2 separate regions of the Mus musculus genome follow, and region 1 is linked to region 2. The links are chromatin contacts, called in public Hi-C maps. All regions are on one chromosome and are shown on one strand. Each heading gives the region's core, a stretch centred on a gene start, on an enhancer-like site or on the middle of the called end of the contact. The rest is flanking DNA. Distances are from core to core; before and after follow the strand shown. Region 1 overlaps Gm36154 (a long non-coding RNA gene). Region 2 overlaps Acoxl (acyl-Coenzyme A oxidase-like).

The links. Hi-C and Micro-C count contacts between places; a contact is called where the count stands out from the background.
Region 1: a contact with region 2 is called in a Hi-C map of bone marrow-derived macrophages, with 26 read pairs. The contact joins two enhancer-like sites. A contact is called at or near these places in 1 of 484 Hi-C or Micro-C datasets (bone marrow-derived macrophages) and 1 of 115 datasets of contacts at active chromatin or transcription factors (bone marrow-derived macrophages).

The regions. Positions count from the first base shown.
Region 1 is chr2:128,444,365-128,448,009 of GRCm38.p6, forward strand. The region is part of intron 1 of Gm36154 (a long non-coding RNA gene); the gene reads right to left. All of the region lies in intron 3 of Gm29010 (a long non-coding RNA gene), which reads left to right. Among named protein-coding and RNA genes, the nearest start is that of Gm29010, 12 kb to the left of the region's middle. Within about 2 kb of position 1,252, at least 53 of the 459 cell types and tissues checked have an H3K27ac peak or open chromatin away from gene starts, as enhancers often do. A contact at or near this core is called in bone marrow-derived macrophages, where this site is marked.
Region 2 is chr2:127,982,003-127,985,935 of GRCm38.p6, forward strand. All of the region lies in intron 11 of Acoxl (acyl-Coenzyme A oxidase-like), which reads left to right. Among named protein-coding and RNA genes, the nearest start is that of Acoxl, 130 kb to the left of the region's middle. Within about 2 kb of position 1,464, at least 2 of the 459 cell types and tissues checked have an H3K27ac peak or open chromatin away from gene starts, as enhancers often do. A contact at or near this core is called in bone marrow-derived macrophages, where this site is marked.

The sequences.
Region 1 (3,645 bases), core at 2-2,501, 460 kb after region 2:
GTTCCCACGACTGCAGTGAATGAACACGGTTGACCTCGGGACCCAACACTGCAATGACATTTTACAATCTCACAGTTTCTCTCCCTCGGAGAGTGTAAATTTCCATCTCTGCAGCTAAAACCCACCTAGAGAACTTGGGGGTAAGAGCAAATCCATTCGTTTTATGTGAGTAGCTACAGCAGAGTAGAAAAAAGTATTCCAAGTGGGACCAGCTGGTGTGGGGCACCAGTCTCTGTCCTGTCAATAGTGTTCTTCATGGTCCCCAGCTCGCCCCGCTCCTCCCATCTGGACCCTCTAACTGTGAGTTATTGTGTGTTGCGGTGGGGATAAGAGGGTTAGTTCATGGAGGACCCACTGAGGCCTCAGAGGCATGTAAAATGTGACAAGCAAGGCCGTGGCATACATAATCGATCATGAACAAGCCCAGAGACGAGAGGGATTCCTTCCTGCCAAGATCCTTGGCCTTGGCAGAATTTGTGTGTGTGAACCCAGAGGCAGATCCCAGAATTCTGTCCAGGCCTTTAAAGCTTTCAAAGATTTGGCACCGATGTGACAAAACAACACAGAGAACAGAGTGGCTTCTACTCTAAAGTCTGCAGTAAAAGAGGTTTGGCAGTTAAAGGAGGAGGTGAGGTTTTAGTATGAGGCTTGTAGAGCTGTCAGTCACCGGATGAGTTCAGCAGCGGAGGAGAGTCAGACACAATGCTTAAGCAGTGAGCAACTCAAGGGCCCCAGAGAAGGCTTTGAAATGAGATGGCAAGACCTTGGGTCAAGCCTTCAGACTCAAAACATTTAGAGCTGGTTGTAACTTTAATTTAATTTAATTAAAAAAATTTTTTTTTTCTAGCCTTATTTTTAATGATGGTTCCTAAACACCTCAAGTGAGCTCCTCGGCAGCCATCACTGGCCACCAGTGAGAAAAACCCTAGGCCCAGATCTGGAGCCCACACAGCATCTTGGCAATACATTCTGCCCCATGTATAGGTGGGCCTGTAATACTTGTTCAAGTTCAGAAACTACGTAGGGGAGGATCTAAGAAAAGATCCTCAGTTTGTGGGAACTCAGGGCTGAGTTCTTCCTTCCACACCAGACCCTTCCAGCCTTTGAACATGGCAGTTGAACTCAGGACAAAGGTGGCGGGAGGGGCTCAGTCATCTATTCTTCATTTTCTAAGAACTTGGTATATCTGAGTTTGGAGAAGGAACACTTACCAGGGAAGTTGTGAAATTGAGGGAAATTACAAAATGCTCAGAGGCGGTTCCGGCCTCAGCCCAGATCTGTAAAAGCTTTAGAACCCTCAGATTCCGGAACTGGTCAGAGAGATGAGCAGGTGGCTAGTGGAGGCCACGCCATCCTTGGCCTGATCCTGTCTCTCTGGATAACAGGCCACAAAGCTGCCTCTGTGCACTTAATGTCTTTCTGGCTTGGTTTTCTAAGAGTAAAATCAACCCCACTGTACCCAGCACAGGAAGCCCCTGAGGACTGTCATTTCTCCTTCCTACACCTGGCAAAATGTGAATAAATTCCCCCAGCCCCCACCCCCATCCATTCTCTAAGCCGAAGATACAATCAGTCATTTGAACTTCCACACACAAGTTTGGACATCTCAGCGGAGATTTGCTTTCAAATCCATGCAGAAGAACACATGATGTCGGGAGGGGGCGGGAGGACCTGTTGCCCAAAATGTAGCATGCCATCTTCATGATATGGAATCACAGTCAAAACTGTGCAGCCCAGTGAGATGGTTCAGTGGGTAAGAGCACCCGACTGCTCTTCCGAAGGTCCCGAGTTCAAATCCAAGCAACCACATGGTGGCTCACAACCATCTGTAATGAGATCTGACTCCTTCTTCTGGAGTGTCTGAAGACAGCTACAGTGTCCTTACATATAATAAGTAAATAAATCTTAAAAAAAAAACTGTGCAGCCCAGGCCCCCTATAGCGTGCTGTGGCCTTGGGTCCACTTGTTGGGGATGAGAAGTGTTGTGGGGAAGGCTGCAGAGAAGCAGGCCAGGTTATCCATCTCTTCTTTTGCTCCCTTGCGGAAAGCAGAGGCCTCAAGAGAGGTTAAGATTAGAGGAACCAGTATTTCTGCAAGGGCAGCCTAGAGCAACCTTGATGGATTGTTCTACATGCATGAATCCACTGCTAAGCTAAGGTGTACTTGTGTGGATGTGGGTGTCTCTCCAGGTGATGTGTTTGTTCATATAGAAATGATACATATACAGTTCTATCAGGGTAGCTGTCTGTTTAGGAAAGATGGCTCCTCATTGTACAAAGAGGTTCTGCTGCAGAGTTCTTTTATAAAGATAGACCCCCAGCTCCTGTGATAACTACATTGTTCCACTTACCTACAAAACGAATTCCAAACAGTTGCCAACAACATCATGAACAGGCAGCCAGGTCTACCCAGATGGTCCTGTCCAGTCTGCCCTTGGGCCAAATAGAGTGTCTTAGTGAATGCTGGGAATTGATTAGTAGCCTGCCTTCAACTCCAGGGGTCATCTGCACTCACAGCACTAAGAGAGGCGGGTTGAGTGTCTTTTGTCTTATTCTCGGCTCTCTTGTTCTCCTGATCCAGGAGATAGAGCCGACCCTTGTCAGTCTAGAGTCACCTGAGGCCTGCAAGCAGACAAGGCCAGTGCTCCTCTTACACAACGTCATGGTTGCAAATGCAGGTAAATACTGGAATTGAGTACAGGTTGGATCTCAGCTTTAAATATTCTGCCAAGGTACCCTGTTTGGCCCATGGGCAGGGTGGACAGGGCCATCTTGTCCACAGAGAATTCTTCAGAGACCTATGGGCTCAGTCACACATATGACCAGACCCAGGGAGCTTCCCCTAATCTTCAAGCTACTGAGATACACATAGACTGTGATTCTCTCCAGAGAAGAGCTTGGTAGAGAGAATGATGAAGCATCCAACCAGGCATGAACCTACCAATTGTAGATACCATGCCAAACTAATGTAAAAACAAAACAAAATGAATCCCTCGTCACTTGCCGCAGTTCAGAGACCTGGCCCTGGGGTCATGAGACTGGGTGAGCTGGCCCTGTCCCTCACCAGCTGCAGGACTTGGGAGAGCGGGCCCTGCATCTCCCTTGGGCAACATGGTAGAGCTGGCCATGGTGGAGGGGATGGAGATAAGCCAGAGGGTGAGAGCACAGAAGAGCTGGCCCTTCATTTGTCTGCCCTGAGGTGGTGTGGGTTCAAGGGTGATGCCCACCCCAAGTCACCCCTCACCACCTGAGTTAGCACCGAGGACATGAGAGTGGGAGAGCTACCCTTGCCCCTATAATGGCTGTAGCCATTGACTATATATATTGACTGGGCAACACATTGGATCTGACCCGGATGGAAAAGGCACAGGCAAGCCAGCCCCAAGGGTGTGAGAGCAGGAGAGCTGGTCCAGCCTCTTGCAGCACTTGGAGAAGAGGGCCCTGTGCCTTGAGAGTAGAGCTGGCCCTGGAGGCATAGGTGCAAGTGAGCCAGTAGGAAGGCATGAGATGAGAAATGCTGACCCTGCCTCCTGCCGATGGCTGTGTTAGGCTGCCTAGTTTGGGCAGTGCTGAAGACCTTGCCCTAGTGGTGTGGATAAAAGAGATGGCAGACTGACCAGTTCAGTGCCCGACCACCCAGGCCCAG
Region 2 (3,933 bases), core at 214-2,713:
TAAGCAGTGACCACTTGATAGACAGGTGGACAGATGGACTAATGGACTGAGGGGAGTGAGTGGGTGTCCTGTGTATCTATTTTCTCTCATTCTTAGAACTTGAGATTGATTCATAAAACTTGTCCCCTTTCACCTTTCTGTGCGTTATTTTACTTCAGACAATTAAAGGATTTTGGAGTGTGTGTGCTTGTTCGTGTGTGTGCATGTAGAAGCCAGTGGTTGATGTTGGCTGCCTTCCTCAATCACCTTTTGTTAATGAGTTAAATTTCCTTTTGACACTTTTGATGGCTATGATACATCTAATTATTCTTACCCTTGCTGTCTTCTGTCTCCCGTCCATTACTGTCCATTCTGCCTCTTTCCTACAAACCCCTTTTCTACCTTTGTATCTTTTGTTTTGTTTTGTGACCCACTGAGTTTAAGCAAGGCTACCTGTAAAACTGTGGTTGCAGAACTATCCTTTAGAGCCCAGAAGGTATACAACTGAAGGCCATGATTTCTTCTTCCCCAACACCCATCAACAGCCAATAGTTTCCCCAGGGAGGGGGAGACCCTCTGAGTCCTTCCCATCCATGGATGACTGCTAAAAAACCCAGCTTTGTTCAGGCCCAGTGCAGGGGATCTCTGCTGCGGTGCGTTCATGAATTCTCTGTCACACTCAGAAAACAGTGTTTTGTAGCTCTTCTCTCCAACATTTGGCTCTTATACTCTTTCTCCCACCTCTTCTGGATAATCCCTGAGCCTGGATACATGATATAAATATTTAGGGCTGCATGCTCATCAGTCATAGCTAGAACAGCCATGTATCTCTTTCACTGCAAAGAGAAGCTTCTCTGATCCAGGCTTAGGGTGGTATATATCTATGCATATAAATGTAAATATTTAGAAGATAGTATTATGTGATGTCAACTTATGAAAACAGCAGCAGTGAGTCCTCCCGTCCCCACCCCAGGGCCTATGACCTTCTAGCCATGACTTTCTAAACAGGTTTAAAGTACCAATCATGAATTCTCTTCTTTGGCCTTAAGTCTATTCAGGTATCTGTCATTTACTCCTGTAACAGTCATGCCCCTATTGTTCCAGGGATTGCACTTGGCATGGCGGGTTGGAATTATGGCTTCAACTTTTCTCCTCTGGCAGCTTCTAGCACCTTCTAGCCAGCAGGAGGCATGCTAGCCAGGAGAAAGGGGGCTTCCAGTTAAGTTCCAGCTTCATTTCTCTATGTCCTGCCACCCACGTTTGTCCCACCTTATTTCTGGAGACTAGGTCTTTCTCTGAATATGGAGATCACTGATTTGGTAGACAGGCTGGTCAGTAAACTCCAGAAATCTACTTGCCTCTCCAGGGCTGGAATCACAGGGGCATTCACCACCCGCAGCTTTCTGCATGGGTGATGGGGATCTAAAGTTAGGTTCTCATGCTTGGACAGCAGACATTTACTGACTGAGTCATCATGACTTTTTATGGAGAAGTTGCCAGCCTTGGCCGTATGTCAGTCATATCCAAAGCACGAGTGCCCCACTGGCAGCTCCTTTGAGGGGATGACAAATGTGATGTCATGTCTAGTATGGGAGCAGGAAACTTGAAAAATTACATAGTGTGCTAAGATAGGAACCGTTCTGGCAATAATCTTTGCTGCTTCTCTCTTATCACCAGCAATCCTCCTAACCTTTGAGGCACTCCTCTTAACTTCTGGCTTTCATGTCTGGCACTAGTACTCAGCATGAGTGTTATCTAGGGAGGGCATGTTATTTCCTCAGTGAAACAATTTTTTTTAAAGATTTATTTATTTATTATATGTAGGTACACTGTAGCTGTCTTCAGACATTCCAGAAGAGGGAGTCAGATCTCCTTATGGATGGTTGTGAGCCACCATGTGGTTGCTGGGATTTGAACTCAGGACCTTCAGAAGAGCAGTTGGGTGCTTTTACACGCTGAGCCATCTCACCAGCCCCAACAATTTTTTTTATATATTTTTTCTTTATTTACATTTCAAATGTTATCCCATTTCCTTGTTTCCCCTCCAAAAAACCCTTATCCTTTCCTCCCCCTCCCCCTGCTCACCAACCCACCCACTCCCACTTCCTGATCCTGGCATTCCCCTACACTGGGGCATTGAGCTGGCACAGGACCAAGGGTCTCTTCTCCCATTGATGCTCCACAGGCCATCCTCTGCTACATATGCGGCTAGAGCCATAGGTCCCTTCATGTGTTCTCTTTGGTTGGTGGTTTGGTCCCTGGGAGCTCTGGGGGAATCTGATTGGTTCATATTGTTGTTCTTCCTATGGGGAAAACCCCTTCAGCTCCTTGGTTCCTTTCTCTAGCTCCACCATTGGGGACCCTGTGCTCAATCCAATGGTTGGCTGAGAGCATCCATCTCTATATTTGTCAGGCACTGGTGGAGCCTCTCAGGAGACAGCTATATCAGGCTCCTGACAGCAAGCACTTGTTGGTATCCACTATAGGGGTATGGGTTTGGTGACTGTATATGGGATGGATCCCCACCCCCTTCAGTGAAGCAATTTTAAAACCACATGCATTATGTTTCTTTTCCCAATTGCAAAAGCAATGCATCCTTTCTGTATATACCCACTGTAGATGTTTTTTGAAAATAAGAAAAGCACAGAGAAGGAAGGAAATAGATGCTACACCTGTGCTTCTAAGCAATGACACGTTTCTAAGCCACATTCTTTCTATGCACTGGTGTGTTTAAAGTTTTATAAGTTCTTGCCCCTGAGGCAGTAAGGACAATACTTCAGATTTCACGTATGCAGCAGTGTTAGTGTCTGGTAACATTTATGATGTATGTGTAACATAATTTAACTAACCAACTATGGTGGTTTGAAGATGTTTGGCCCATGGGAAGTGCTACTATTAGGAGGTGTGTCCATGTCAGAGGAAGTATGTCACTGTGGAGGCGGGCTTTGAGGGCTCCTACAGCTCAAGCTCTGCCCCATGTAGAAGAGCTAGTCTTCTCCTCGGGGCCTTCAGATCCAGATGCAGAATTCTCAGCTCTTGCTCCAGCACCATGTTTGCCTGATTCCTGCCATGGTGAAAATGGACTGAACCTCTGAAACTGTAAGCCAGCCCCAAGTAAATGTTGTCCATTATCAGAGTTGTCTTGGTCATGTTGGTCCCTTCGCAGCAATGGAAATACTAACTAAAATGCCAACCTTCAGTTATATAACAATCTATTATAAAAATATTCTAATACCTAACTTTGGTGCTAATTTGTGTGCATATTCTGCTTTTGGGGGAATACATATTTAAATAATACTGACACTGTGAACAAAGGTTATACATATTTCTTCTTCTATCAGCAATCAAAACCAAGGCCTAATAGTTTCTAGACCAGTGGCTTTCAAGTTCTCTTGATCATGACCCCCCCCCACACACACACAATAGAATTTTCATTATAATCCAGAAATTCCATACATATATACATACATGAAAAGTGGAAAAAAAATAGAAATTTTCATGTAATAACACTGGCCTTCCCATCCTGATGTGTTCTGGTAATTTCCTTTCATTTTAAGAAAAGCAGACCACCATGCATTACCTGGACTTCAGGACCTGCTGGTGTGTCACAGCTTGCTGTTTGCAGAGCATAGCCAGGCTCACTGGTCAAATCCCAGAGTCTTACTCTAGGTAGCTGGGGTTTCAACACAGAGTCCAGGAAGCTGCAGTGTTGGAGGATACATTGTCTAGTCCAGGCTGTGGGATGCCTTCAGTGACTGGAAGGTTTCTAATTTCACCCCCTTGGTACTTAAGATTTTGTATTTGAAGTTCAGGAAGAATGGGGACCCCAATTATCTTTTGAGAGCCAATACAACATAGTAACCATTTCCCCCCTACCTGCCTGAATGAAGCATCCGGCTGCCACTGCTGCTTTTGAGTATCCCTGCAGGAGCCTTGAGATCCTCAGACTCCTTT